4 separate regions of the Sus scrofa genome follow, and all the other regions are linked to region 2. A link is a contact called in public HiChIP or PLAC-seq data. All regions are on one chromosome and are shown on one strand. Each heading gives the region's core, a stretch centred on a gene start, on an enhancer-like site or on the middle of the called end of the contact. The rest is flanking DNA. Distances are from core to core; before and after follow the strand shown. Region 1 has its middle 20 kb from the start of ZNF706. Region 2 holds the start of YWHAZ (tyrosine 3-monooxygenase/tryptophan 5-monooxygenase activation protein zeta). Region 3 holds the start of ZNF706 (zinc finger protein 706). Region 4 overlaps LOC102160303 (a long non-coding RNA gene).

Region 1 (3,058 bases), core at 439-2,938, 230 kb before region 2:
CCCCCTTAGTATGTAAGCAGCCTATAACCAGGAGCTCTGTTTGGTGTTAACCAATGCTGGGCACCTGGTAGGTGTTCAATGAGTGAATGAATGAATGAAAGTGGTATTTATTACTGAGCATGGCCCCTCTGTAATAACGGAAGCAAACCTTTTTTTTTTTTTGGTCTTTTTAGGGCTGCACCCAAAGCATATGGAGGTTCCCAGGTTAGGAGTCAAATCAGAGCTATAGCGGCTGAACTATGCCACAGCCACAGCAATGCCAGAGCCACATCTGTGACCTACACCACAGCTCACAGCAACTCTGGATCCTTAGCCCACTGAGTGAGGCCAGGGATCGAGAATCTTCGTCCTCATGGTTATTAGTCAGATTCTTTTCCGATGAGCCACGAAGGGAACTCACAGAAGCAAACTTTTTAATCCAGTCTTTTGCCTCCACATTTATGCAAAAATTTTAAAAATTGTTCTTTTGTGAACTACACAAAGGTCATAAAATACTTTGACATTTTTAGATGAAATGAGTGAAAGAAAGACCCTTCTTATCCCATGAGCTTACTTTGCAGCAAAAAGAAGGTGAGTAACATAGATAGCTTCAGATATGAAATGCTGGCCATGTAATCTACTTTGATTTGTTCGGTGGAGTACTTAGAGATCTAACCAAGGAATAGTTATAGTACATATAAAAATGGAAGTGTCTTGGAGCTCCCTTGGTGGTGCAGTGCTTAACGAATCTGACTAGAAACCATGAGGTTGCGGGTTCGACCCCTGGCCTTGCTCAGTGGGTTAAGGACCCGGTGTTGCTGTGAGCTGTGGTCTAGTTCACAGACGCAGGCTCAGATCCTGCATTGCTGTGACTGTGGTGTAGGCCGGCGGCTAAGGCTCCAATTCAACCCCTAGCCTGGGAACCTCCATATGCCACAGGATTGGTCCTAGATTTACATGCCTTTGCAAATTCTTCCACAAAAGCATTTTTAATGAACAGGGTTATTTTGCTGGATGGGTATCCTTACTGCTGGGCATATAAGTTAATAATAAGTGTTTGCTTGTTTATTTGTTTTTTAGGGCCACACCCATGGCACATGGAAGTTCCCAGGCTAGGGGTCGAATCTGAGCTGCAGCTGCTGGCCTACACCACAGCCATAGCAATGCCAGATCCTTAACCCACTGAGCGAGGCCAGGGATCAAACCCAGTCCTCATGAATATTAGGTTCATTACCGCTGAGCCGCAACGGGAACTCAAAGCATAAGTTTTTATTATTTTAAGCACTGCTGGTTCTAAAAATATTTGTGTTAATAGTTACATCTTTATGCTAAATAATTACTTTGGTGGATTAAATTCCTTATCAATAAGTTTTATAATTGAAGGATATAATTATTGTCAAGGCTTTTGATAGCTTTCCCAGACACCCTATTTCCCTGTTCTTGATCTGTGAAACTGAATACACCCTTAACTCCATCCTAGAATTGGGGTCCTGTCTTGCGCCTCTCCCAGGGGGTGGGAACTTGCCCCTCCTATGTAAGCCTCCCAGGGGTCCACTTCTTGTCTGCTTTTACCTGTCATGGCTAGAGGTGTGTAAGGTAGCCCTGTCTGCTTCTCTGTCTGTCATTACCTGCCCACTATGCTGACCCCTGGGGCAGGCCATTTTTCTGAACCATATTAGACATTGCCCAGGGTCACCCTGGGCCCTTGGCAAGTGTCCAGAGTCAGGCCACCCTTCTCTACTACCTTTTTGTGTGTGACGATTACTATAGTGTCCTGGCTCTTGGGGTATATTTCTGATCCTCTCTGCTGTTTACACAATACTGCTTCCTTGGTTAAGTTCTCTGAAATGTAATTCTCAAGTATAATGTTCCTTTCATAAAACACGATCTTCTTTATAATGATCAACTAGGGGCCTGAGTTCTAGGATGCCTTGTGGAAAAGCTGCATGGCAGCTACTAACAACCCATTTAAAGACTGGCAACACAAATTATCCTAATCACAAAAAGAATGATATTTAATCTAGTTTGTAAATATTTGACTGTGGTAAAATAGGTATAACATGAAGTTTACCATTTTAATCACTTTTAAGTGTATAATTCAGTGGCCTTAAGTAGAGTCAAAATGTTGTGTAACCATGACTGCTATCTTTTTCCAAAACTCTTTCATCACTCCAAATAGAAACTCTGTAAACATTAAGCAATAACTTCCCATTCCCCTCTCCTAGCCATGGTAACTGCTACTTTCTGTTTCCATGAATTTGTCTGTTCTTGATATTGGATATAAGTGGAATCATATGCTACTTGTCTTTTTGTGTCTGGCTCCTTTCACTTAGCATAATGTTTTCAAGGTTCATCCATGTTGTAGCAGGTATCAGAATTTCATTTTTTATGGCTGAATACTATTTTATCATGTATGTGCCATGGGGTTTTTGTTTTTGTTTTATTTTTGGGGTTTTTTTTTTTTTTTTTTTTTTTTTGCCTTTTCTTGGGCCCCTCCTGTGGCATACGGAGGTTCCCAGGCTAGGCGTCTAGTCGGAGCTGTAGCCACTGGCCTACACCACAGCCACAGCAACACGGTATCTGAGCCGCATCTGCGACCTACACCACAGCTCACGGCAATGCCAGATCCTCAACCCACCGAGCAAGGGCAGGGATCGAACCCGCAACCTCATGGTTCCTAGTCGGATTCGTTAACCACTGTGCCACGACGGGAACTCCTGTGCCACAGTTTTTATCCATTTACCTGTTGGTGTACACTTAGGTTGTTTCCACAGTTTGGCTAATGTGAATAATGCTGCTATTATTAAATGCCTAGCATCTCTAATAACCCTAATTATAAAGGAATGGTATTTAATCTGTTCTTATGATTCACCTTTGTTACTAACATTTCCAATTTCTCATAAATATATATAGATATGAAAGTCACTAGCCACATTCTCTTTCAATAATCAGTGCTTTAAACAGTATACCAAAGCAGCCTAATTTGTATTTTAACCTTAGTCCAGGATTTATTTGAGGAAGTTTACAAAATACAAAAGGAGCAAAATAGATTTTTTTAAAAAAGGAAGATTTAGAGAAA
Region 2 (3,386 bases), core at 609-3,108:
CGGTGTCCGGTGGCGGGCGGACGGACGCCGGTGGGAGAGTGGGGTGTGTCCGCGGCCGGCCCGTCGTGGTTCCGCTTCTGCGGGCGGTGCTGGCGTCCGTGCCCCCGGCGCGGGCGGGTAGCTCCCCCTCCCCGGCTCGGGCGGGGGCGCGCGGCTCCTCCCTCCGGCTCTGGTGGGGGAATTAACACTCGGCAGTAGGTTGGGCTCCTTGACACAGATCCGCCATGACAAAGAGGGAGACTCGGGGACTGAGCGGAGGCACCAGCTTGGGCGGAGCCAAGGAGGGGGTTGCGGATGGCGCGGACAGAAGGGTTTGCACCTTAAAGTCACAGTCGGCCGGATTTTGTTTTACTCATCTCGACGGCTTACGTCCGTTAAGGGTTAAATGGGTGCGGCGAGTCATTGGAGCACTGGTTATTCTATGAGAAACCTAATCCACTTCCCCTTGTACCCGAGGGGGTGAGGAGAGAAACCTTTGTACTGGTTTTAGATAGTTTTCATTAGAAGGAGCATTAGCCTGAGAGCATTTTTTAGGTCCTAGGGGACGCATTAGTAATTTCGAGAAGGGAGGGGGTTGGAGGGTTATGCGATCACAATTTTGGTTTTCACACTGAAGCAGTATATACTTCCCATTCAAGCTAGCTAAGTACTTGTTTAAATACGTGGGGACCTGTTCGGATTTGTGGGGTGTTACCCCCCCGCCCCCCAAGTATTGTGGCATTTCCCTGGGAAGGTAAAAGGAGTCAATTCCCGTAGTGAGTGACAGTAGCTCTTCTCTTCCACACTCAGGCTGTACATTTTTCTTTAAAATTGTGTACCCTCTGGGATCACTGTATGGTTTAGTGTCTTTGCTGTTTTACGACTCTTCAAAAGGATATCTTAAGGAAGACTATAACGGGGGTAAATTGAAAAGTCAAGGGAGCTTTAAAATGAGAGAAAGAATTAGGAAGGGAAGCGTGAGTAGTAATGTATTCAATTGAATTTTGACTGCTAGAAACAGTGCAGTAATTCATCATTTAAACTGAACAAGGACATCAGAAACACTGGTCACACTGGAAGCACTTACTATGCATAATTTAGAGCTCACAGATAGAACTGAAGTTCCGGGACTCATGGAGATATATATATATATCCTTTTTTTTTTTAAGACTGTGCATATAAGAAGGTACAGGTAAATGAACCCTTAGGGCCACTTTGGTCTTGATCCTTGGTGGTGGGTTAATATTGAGAATATCTTAAACAAGAAATTTGGTCATTTCTCCTAGAGAATTGGCATGCTGTCATCAGGTGACAAATTTGCAAAGATCAGTGGACTTGTGGTAGGGGTGGTAAATTTAAATGCTCCTGATAAGAGTAACTATTAAACTAAAAGGACATGAATTAAATTAAACTGACATGAATCGTGCACAAGTATGACAGAAAGTAATGTTTTTGTAAGTGGTGTCTTCACTAAAGATAAGCTCCTTGATTTTGGATTACTTAGTGATAATGGAAACTGAGTGGAAATTTTGACCAAGTAAGATAAAGGTTGGTTTTCAAGGCTCTTGGTCAAATGTGCTTTGACCTTATGTGAAATTAGGATCTTCTGAACAAAGATGAGGCAAAGCTGCTTTAGTTTTGCTAAAGCAAAACTGTTGTTAATGGCTATAAATGACCATCTGCATGCTGAGTATATCAATTTTTTTTCTCATTCTGAACATCCTTTTGTGAGGCTGCATTAAATTCCTCATGTGAAGAATCTTCCATAGGTAATTAGGTTTGGGGTGTTAACACAGCTTATTTACAAGAGAATTAAAGTTGAGTCTGATTGTTTTAATGGAAAAAATATCTAAATGCTACTTTTTCTCTCCTGCAGAACATCCAGTCATGGATAAAAATGAGCTGGTGCAGAAGGCCAAACTGGCCGAGCAGGCTGAGCGATATGATGACATGGCAGCCTGTATGAAGTCTGTAACTGAGCAAGGAGCTGAATTATCCAATGAGGAGAGGAATCTTCTCTCAGTTGCTTATAAAAATGTTGTAGGAGCCCGTAGGTCATCTTGGAGGGTCGTCTCAAGTATTGAGCAAAAGACGGAAGGTGCTGAGAAAAAACAGCAGATGGCTCGAGAATACCGAGAGAAAATTGAGACCGAGCTAAGAGATATCTGCAATGATGTACTGGTGAGAATCCAACCATTCAGTCTAGCATCTATAGTGAATATCAGTTATGTTACTGTCAACTTTTTCTTTTTTTGGTTTTTCTTTTCCTTTTAAAAAAGGGGTGTTCTAGATTTCCAAGTCTTCCAGAATATCTTTACTAAAAGATGTTAAAACAGTAGTGGTTAAATTAAGTTGGTATAAAATAAATGCAATGATGATTATCAATCATTTCACATAGACTGCCAGTGTATTTTTTTTCTAATGGAGAAGATAATAGTATTTTTCAGTTGTGGTTAGAGTATTTGTGGTAGTTCTATGGCTGATTTTCTTAAAAGTAAAAAATACACTGCAGGAATTTTATATGTCTTGTTTTATGTAAGATGTAATGGGAGACATTGTAGCCTTCCCTGAGCTAGCCACTATAATGTTAATGTAGTGAGTCAGCCATGGTGAAAACTGGCTTAGCAGTTGCTTTTCTTTCTTCCTGCTTTTAAGTGTTGAAAGTCATCTTTGAACATTGACAACCACAATAAAAGATTATCTCAAGCTTTATTTTCCAGGTTCACTCAAGAAGTATTTTAAGTATTCAGTCCCTACTGTGTTGAATGGCTGCTTTTTTAAATACCTTAGAAAAATTGAACATTACATTTTGGCTGTTTTAACATTTTCTTAAAAATGGTAACTTTCTATTTCAGAAGAGTTTCAATCTGAGGATAAACTGGTAGAAGATCGACCATTTAGCATATAACATCCTATATATGCTAATACTTTCCCTTTTTAATGAACCAGGCATTTTTGCACTTAAAGTGGGTTTTACTAAATGATTACCCTTATATTGTAGGACTTTAGGTTATACATTGGGTCTCATTATGGCAGCGCTCTTGTATACAGTATCCCAATTTCTCTGAAAATCCAGCTGCACTACTTATTATTTGATCGTTGTTCATGGAAGAACTGCTGTAATGAGCAGTACAGAATTATTTCTGCTGTTGTGGGTTTGGGGTTTGGTACAGTTGTAGTGGTATTCTTTTACATTAATGGAATAGCTTCAGTTCCTAAATTGAATATTTTTCTCAAATGTTAATTTTCTTTAGGCTCTCTTTTAAAGGACAGTTATCTTAACATGGCCTCACAGTCTTCATGTGGTATCTTTTGTGTGTAGTTTGGTTTTGATAACTAACTTGAAATCTTTACACTGATAGCTATCATTTATTTCTAACATGAAAAGGGAGTTCCATGCTTTTATT
Region 3 (3,354 bases), core at 108-2,607, 210 kb before region 2:
AATAGCCATTTACTCACCCCCTACTATATTTCATATACTGCTAAGCACTGGGTATGCAGCGGCGAAAATGAGCTTACAATTGAGCACTGGAGAGAGATTAAAATTTGAACCTGTCGTTTAAAACTGCAATATGGAAGGGAGGGTGTGAAAAGTGAGAGGACCTGAAGTGGGGAGGAAAAGGAACGACTGAACAAGTTGTATGCCACCCAAATTCATTAAGCAGTTAACTCCTCCCTGGCTATTTTCAACAATTCTGTGATATATATACCCCGGTCCACCCAAGTTATCCTAGTAACTTGCCATGTATTTACATTCAACTACCATTTCCTGGGCGCTGACAGATAAATTAGGAGAGCGGAGGCAAGGTGAGAATGTCAAATGCCAAGAGTTCCTTTGTTGTTGGATCTGTAGTTCTAATTTGAAACAAACGTGTGTTGGGTGGCGGCGGCGGAGGCGAGGGGAGGGGGGAGGAGGGAAGCAGCAGACTAAAGCCAAGGTCTAAAAGGCCTTTCCAGATAAACAGATTTAATAATTACTAAATCGCCATGCTCTTGATCACATATTGGAAATTAGCCGTCGTGGCCTCTAAGTCAAGTAACACACACGCGCACACACACACACACACACACACACACAATTCCCCCAAATAGTAACAACTGATTAAACTGCTAAGTAGTTAGACTAAAATGGTCAGGGAGGCCTGGCCGGCAATTTTCAGCGAGACACTCAGGCCTGAATCTTGAACTCTCTAAAATTCCCAGATTCGTAGAGTAACCAGGGTTTCCCCGGAAACGAGGTAAAGGGCAGCTGGTGAGCGAACAAAGGCTGCACGTCCCAGTTAAGGGCCGACCAGCCCGCCCGGGCCTCACAGGAGGCGGGGACGGCAGTGCGCCTGGGTGGCGGGCTCCCGGGTCGGCGACCCTTAGCGCCGCGGGGCTGGCGCGCCTCACCGGGACCCTCCCCAGGCTGGGACACAGGAGGGCGCCGCCGAGGTGGGAGGCTCGTGACCTGGGACGCAGGGGCTGAGGCCCGGCCACCGCCCGAATGAGTGAGCGAGCGACTTGTGAATCACACTGCGGGCCGTCACCAGCCAGGACCGAGATCACGCGGGTCCCAGGGCCGGCTAAAGCCGCCCGGAGAGAGCACGCGGCAGGGGAGGGGCACAGAGGACAGAGCGCGACGTCCCCTGCAGTTCCCTTCTCTGAGGGGCCGCCTTCAGCCTGCAGGCCCCGCCTCTCCACTTATGTAATAGGGGCGCGCTGCCATTGGCCCGCGCGGCCGGAAGAGGGGCAGGCGCGCTAGAGAGTGGGGGCGGGGAGGAGGCCTCAGCAGGAAGGCGAGTGGGCGGGAGCAGGGAGAAGCGGGCGGCGCTGGGGCGACTGGGAGAGCAGCGCGGCGTGCGCGAGCACGAGGCGTAGTGGCCTCCCCCAAGGCTGAGGCGGCGGCGGGCGCGCGCGGCGGCGGCGGCGGCGGCGGCGGCGGGTGTGAGGCGCGGGCTGTTGTGCTCTCGGCTCTCCCTTTTCCCCTCCTTGGCGGGTGGAGGAGGTCGAAGCGGTGCTGGACGCGCTCCCCTTCCTCTCCGGCCACCTCCCCGGCGCTCTCGCGCTGCGCGGTCTCTCAGACGCAAGACTGTCCCGGCCCGGGTAAGCGGCTGTGGGGGCGGCGCTGACGCCGCACAGGACGCCCGGGAGCCCGGGTGGGGGCCCGCCGGCGGGGTCGGCGGGAACCATGGGGGTTACCACAGGTCGCGAGGGGCCACCGGCCTGCCCCGCCTCCCGGGGGCGGCCGAGCCCGTCCTGTCCGGCGCGGGCCGCGGAAGGAGGGGAAGCTCGGGCGCCTGCCAGGCCCTGCAGGTGGCCGGGTCGCAGACCGGTAGCCGAGCGGTAACCTTACCCTCTGGCGACAGCAGCTGGCCGGTTTCTCGAGGCCGGGACTCCCCGTGGTCAAGGGGCCGGGTTTCGGACAGCTGAGGCCTCCGGGAGGCACGTCTCGGGCCGGGGTCCGTGGGGAGTGGCGGGTAGAGAGAGACTGGGTGGCAGAAAAGAGGAGGGGGCTCTCTGAGGCTGAAGAGACCGGATCGAGAAGGAAGATGCGCCCGGCTGCAGCTGGGTTCAGCGAAGTGCTGAGAGAAATAGACCTTACGGCTGGTGCTTTCATCCTCTGCCTCTCCAAAACGGATGGAGTTAAAAGCCAGGGTCAGGATGTTGAACACTGCCTGGGCCTCTTCGCTTCACATTCTTAGGGAGGATGATCCTACTTCCTGGATCCAAAATCTTTTTTTTTCCTCTCTTATTTGTTTTGGTTCTAAGAGGGTCTTTGGGGCAGTGCTTAACTTGTTACCTCCGATAAGAGCTCCTCGTTTTGGAAGAACTCGTTATTCGCTCTGTTACTTCCCTCTTTGCAGCCCCCTCCGAGAATCGTCCAAAATAAGAGTTATATTAAAAACCAACTTTTAGGGTTGTACATGACTTCCTGCTCCACAGTTTGGCGCATTTAATCAGGGAGAAGTTATGCTTAGTTATTGCTTAAGGTTTTGTAGAAAATTCGATTGGCTTGAGAGCAAGTCCTAAGTTGAGCTGTCCAAAAGCAGGTGGTTTGTTCGTTTGCATTTCTGCTTTCAGGAAGGAAATCAATGCAGCGTGTTAGAACTTAGGGGCCGATCTTAACACATTTAGACTAATTGAGTTTCCTTTACCTGATGTTAGGCTTTCTATTTCAAAAATAAGAACAGCAACCACAGACGTATTTATTAAAGCTTTCATGGCTTGTTTGTTACTTTTGTTAGATGACAGTGAAAATGGGTTAAATCTATCGTGTAATGTTATGTATTAGAAGAAATTGGAACTGCAAAAGTTAAAAATAATGTGTATTTAATGGCATTCCTTTGTACAGATCCCTGCATGAAAATGTTAAAATAGCTAACAACTTCTAGATATCAAAGAAACTTCTAGAATTAGTAGCTTCCCTTCTCACAATTTTTTTTTCAGTGTATAACAATTAAGAGGTTATCCGTACAGTCACTATGTTAACATCTTTAGCATACATTATGTGGAAGAGTTCAGAGACCTGAGAGCACTGAAATATTCTAACACTGAGATGTTAGGAACATTATAAACATCGGGATAAAAAAAGATTGAATACATGACTGTCATCCAAATAATACAAACGTATCCAAATCTGTTTCCATGGGAATAGGTTTGTACAGCTGCCATAAATATACTTTTAAAAAAAAATCATTCCATTTGGCTTGGAATTAATAAAGATTTGGTTTTTAAAAAATAACCACAATGGAAGTTTATTCTCCAAAAGCTAACACATCTGGGTTTATTTACCATTATTGGGTGGGAATAGGGT
Region 4 (3,427 bases), core at 489-2,988, 140 kb before region 2:
AGCTGTCCATCAGAGTTACATTGAAAGCCCATGGTTTAGGGAGTTCCCGTGTGGCTCAGTGGTTAACGAATTCGACTAGGAACCATGAGGTTGCGGGTTCGATCCCTGGCCTTGCTCAGTGGGTTAAGGATCCAGTGTTGCCATGAGTTGTGGTGTAGGTCACAGATGTAGCTCGGATCCCGCGTTGCTGTGGCTCTGGCGTAGGCCGGTGGCTACAGCTCCGATTCGACCCCTAGCCTGGGAACCTCCATATACTGTGGGAGCGGCCTAAGAAATGCCCATGGTTTAAAAGAAAAGAGAATTACAATCTCAAACATTAACAAGAGAATCCCAAACGTGCCTTGCATTTGGGAAGAGCCTGATGGAGCATCCACAGATCTCATGACACACACAATCTTATTGCACATGGTCCCCACCACTGGTCTCAAACAAAGCAGTAAGATTTAATGCAAAACCTCTGTCTTCCAGCCCCTTCACTGGGCCCCCAAATGAGACATATACGGGCTAAAGTTTCAGGAGAGCAAGACCAAGAGTGGAGCTCACCACCAGTAGGAATGGTCCCACTGCCCTCCTCAGGGCTCTCACATGGACCTTCCTTGCCACTGCCCCATCTCTCCAGCTCCCCCAACTCACACCTGCCTCCTGCCTTTATACCCCTTCTCCCCTTCATGTGAGTGTTTTGGCTTCGACCCCAGTTCTCCTAACAGGAAGGAGAGCAGGGAAGTGGGAACCTGAACGGACCGCCTTCTGCTTCTGCCAATCCCTGGCCGAATCAGCCATGAGGGTCACTGGAGAGCCAAGCCATCCTAACACAGGGGACCTTCTCTGAACACTCACTGAGTGCTAGGTGCCTTCTGTACATCATCTCATGTCACCCTCACCAGAAACTCGAGAGTATCAAGCCCTCACATACAAAGAAACAAGATCCAGTTTCACCAAGCTAGAAGTGGCAGAGGTGAGATTCAAACCCCTACCTGCTCCAAAGCCCATGTCTTCCCTATCACAATACAAGAGAAAAGGTAAAGGGACACGGAGCATTTATTGTCGTGCAGCCTCAGCAGCACCTGGGAGCTTGTTAGAAATGCAGTCTCTCAGGCCCCTGCCGGGCCTTCTGAGAGGGAATCTGAACTTTAACAAGATTCCAGGCAATTTCGATGCCGTTTAAAGTTTGAGAAACCCGCCTCTGCATCCGTGGTTCGGGATTCGCAGCCCAGGCTGTACACAGGAATCATCTGGATAGCTTTGCACTAATGCCAATGCCCGGGGCCCACATCTGTGGTTCTGATTTAACTGTCCAGTTTATTAAAAGCTCCCCAGGTGATTCCAATGGGCAGCAACCTTTGAGAACCACTAGCAGAAGAAAAGGGACAGTTGACAGCTGTGGAGTCTGGGTGCCACTAGCTACTTGCCTGTCTTCCCAGGCAGAGGTTTGAGAGCAGCATCAGGGAGGCCCAGTAATAGGACAGAGACAGACTGGCTTTCCTGCCCGCCGGCGCGAGCGCGGTTAGACAGACATCGCCTGTGGAGGGACGCGGGGTAGGGGCTCCTGCTCTGGAAGCCCAGCAGTCTGGGTGCCAGAAACGCAGGGGGAGCGAGTTCGCCGGGCTCCGCCCGCGCCTTGAGTGGGGCTGGGAGAACGGGTGCAGCGCGCAGGCGCAGAGGCGGGGCGGGACCAGGCGGCGGCCCGCTCGGTTCCGGCGGGTAGGGGTGACTCAGAGGGCGGGGGCCGCAGCCTGCTCTCGCCCCCGCCCCCACCGGGCCGGCAACGGCCGCCTCCAGGGCCGCCTCCGGAAGGGGTGGGGCCGGGCAGCCCGGCAGCAGGCAGGTGGGCAGGTGCGCCGCCGCCCGGGGAGTGCGCATTCGAGCTCTTTGTTGATCAAACCCGCCCAGCCCCGGGACTGGGCGCGAGCCCCCGGAGCTGAGTCATGGCCGCCTGCTGGGTGCACGGCCACATGGCCCCCCACCACGTGCATCCCTTTCCTGAAGCTGGTTTGTTTCATGAGGCCGCCAAAAAGTCAGAAACCAGGGAGAGGTGGCTTCTGTTCTAAAAAGCCCTTTACTCGTAATTCATAAGCAAGGTCACTCCAGCACTCACACAGCGCTGAGCGAGAGGCACCGTCCCTGAGGATGCCACCTCCAGGAGGATCGTGATTTTGAGGCTTGAGGCAAAGCTCCCAGATAGACCCATCGTGACACGGTCAGGAAGATTCCTCTATAGCTGCCCCATGTCCCCACACCTGCCTGGGGTATGGGCTGAGAAAGCGGGCCTAGGGTCACCTGGAGAACTTGTCAGAAATGCACATCCGCCAGCCTTGTTGGCAGAGCCTGAGATTCAACAGAACCAGCTACAGCTGTGGAATCTGCATTTTAACAAGGGTCCTGACGTTTTCTAAGCAGGTGCTTGGTAGACTTGACTTTGAGAGTCACTGATTTTGAGGAGGTTCCCCCTGAGCTTAGATGCCTTAACTACAAATGGGTCCCCACTGAAGGATCATGAGTTGAGTTTGCAAGGAGGCACAACTAGCAGTTGGCAGAAGGAGTCAGGTCAGGGTCACCAGGCCTCCACACCTGTGTTTAATTTATGTGCACGGGCTAAACCTGCATTGCAGCCGTCCTCAAGGAGTTTCTAGGAGTTCCCGTTGTGGCTCAGTGGTTAACGAATCTGACTAGGAACCATGAGGTTGAGGGTTCGATCCCTGACCTCGCTCAGTGGGTTGAGTCTGGCGTTGCCATGAGCTGTGGTGTAGGTTGTAGACGCGGCTTGGATCCCGTGTTGCTGTGGCTTCATGTTGCTGTGGCCCTGGTGTAGGCCTGCGGCTACAGCTCCAATTCAACCCCTAGCCTGGGAACCTCCTTGTGCCGCAGAAGCGGCCGTAGAAATGGCAAAAAGACAGAAAAAAAAAAAAAAAGGCGCTTCTAAACCCATCCTTTCTACTTTGGTGGTACTGAGTACAAGCGGAAACAAGCAGTATTAGCTGGCATTTTCACACCACTTGATTTTCTCGGGAGGATGTTTCATCATGGTAAGTGGACTTGGGTATATGCACTGTAGCTTAAGCCTATCTGCCGCTAATGGGCCTGGACCCCCAGAAGAGTCTATTATGTCTAATGTCATGTCGAATGAATTTTTATATAATCTCTGCTTTAAAAGCTGCTAGTCTAGCAAAAGAGGATAGAGAAAAAAAATCACTGGAAATTGGGTTTAAGAACAAATTTATCCCCTTGCTTGGGAAATGTCATCTTATTCTGTTAACTGCTCCTAAAAAGAAAAAAATGAGTGAATAAATTATATTCTCAACAATTTGTTTGAAGTGTGGGTATGTGACTCTAAAAACAGACAGCCCTGGCTTAAATCTCAGCTTTTCCACTTACTGGCTGGTAACCTTTGTCAAGTTCTTTCCTCTTTGTGCCTCAGTTTCCTTATCTG

The links. HiChIP or PLAC-seq counts read pairs in DNA pulled down with a chosen protein or histone mark.
Region 1: an H3K27ac HiChIP or PLAC-seq map of alveolar macrophages shows a contact between it and region 2. The contact joins the enhancer-like site here to the promoter of YWHAZ in region 2. A contact is called at or near these places in 2 of 5 promoter capture datasets (both in liver), 6 of 47 Hi-C or Micro-C datasets (blood, embryonic fibroblasts, fetal skeletal muscle and 2 more) and 2 of 2 datasets of contacts at active chromatin or transcription factors (alveolar macrophages and skeletal muscle).
Region 3: an H3K27ac HiChIP or PLAC-seq map of alveolar macrophages shows a contact between it and region 2. The contact joins the promoter of ZNF706 here to the promoter of YWHAZ in region 2. A contact is called at or near these places in 3 of 5 promoter capture datasets (fetal liver, fetal skeletal muscle and liver), 24 of 47 Hi-C or Micro-C datasets (adipocytes, alveolar macrophages, blood and 13 more) and 2 of 2 datasets of contacts at active chromatin or transcription factors (alveolar macrophages and skeletal muscle).
Region 4: an H3K27ac HiChIP or PLAC-seq map of alveolar macrophages shows a contact between it and region 2. The contact joins the enhancer-like site here to the promoter of YWHAZ in region 2. A contact is called at or near these places in 3 of 5 promoter capture datasets (fetal liver, fetal skeletal muscle and liver), 10 of 47 Hi-C or Micro-C datasets (alveolar macrophages, brain, fetal heart ventricle and 4 more) and 2 of 2 datasets of contacts at active chromatin or transcription factors (alveolar macrophages and skeletal muscle).

The regions. Positions count from the first base shown.
Region 1 is chr4:35,746,418-35,749,475 of Sscrofa11.1, forward strand. No RefSeq gene overlaps it. Among named protein-coding and RNA genes, the nearest start is that of ZNF706, 20 kb to the right of the region's middle. Within about 2 kb of position 1,689, at least 9 of the 83 cell types and tissues checked have an H3K27ac peak or open chromatin away from gene starts, as enhancers often do. A contact at or near this core is called in alveolar macrophages, liver and omental adipose tissue, where this site is marked.
Region 2 is chr4:35,977,969-35,981,354 of Sscrofa11.1, forward strand. It overlaps YWHAZ (tyrosine 3-monooxygenase/tryptophan 5-monooxygenase activation protein zeta), which reads left to right and starts at 1,859. Exons shown (of 5, transcript NM_001315726.1): 1 at 1,859-2,160. The coding sequence starts at 1,867.
Region 3 is chr4:35,766,730-35,770,083 of Sscrofa11.1, forward strand. ZNF706 (zinc finger protein 706) reads left to right here and starts at 1,358. Exons shown (of 4, transcript XM_003481371.3): 1 at 1,358-1,643.
Region 4 is chr4:35,837,058-35,840,484 of Sscrofa11.1, forward strand. All of the region lies in intron 1 of LOC102160303 (a long non-coding RNA gene), which reads left to right. Among named protein-coding and RNA genes, the nearest start is that of ZNF706, 71 kb to the left of the region's middle. Within about 2 kb of position 1,739, at least 58 of the 83 cell types and tissues checked have an H3K27ac peak or open chromatin away from gene starts, as enhancers often do. A contact at or near this core is called in alveolar macrophages, brain, fetal liver and 3 more, where this site is marked.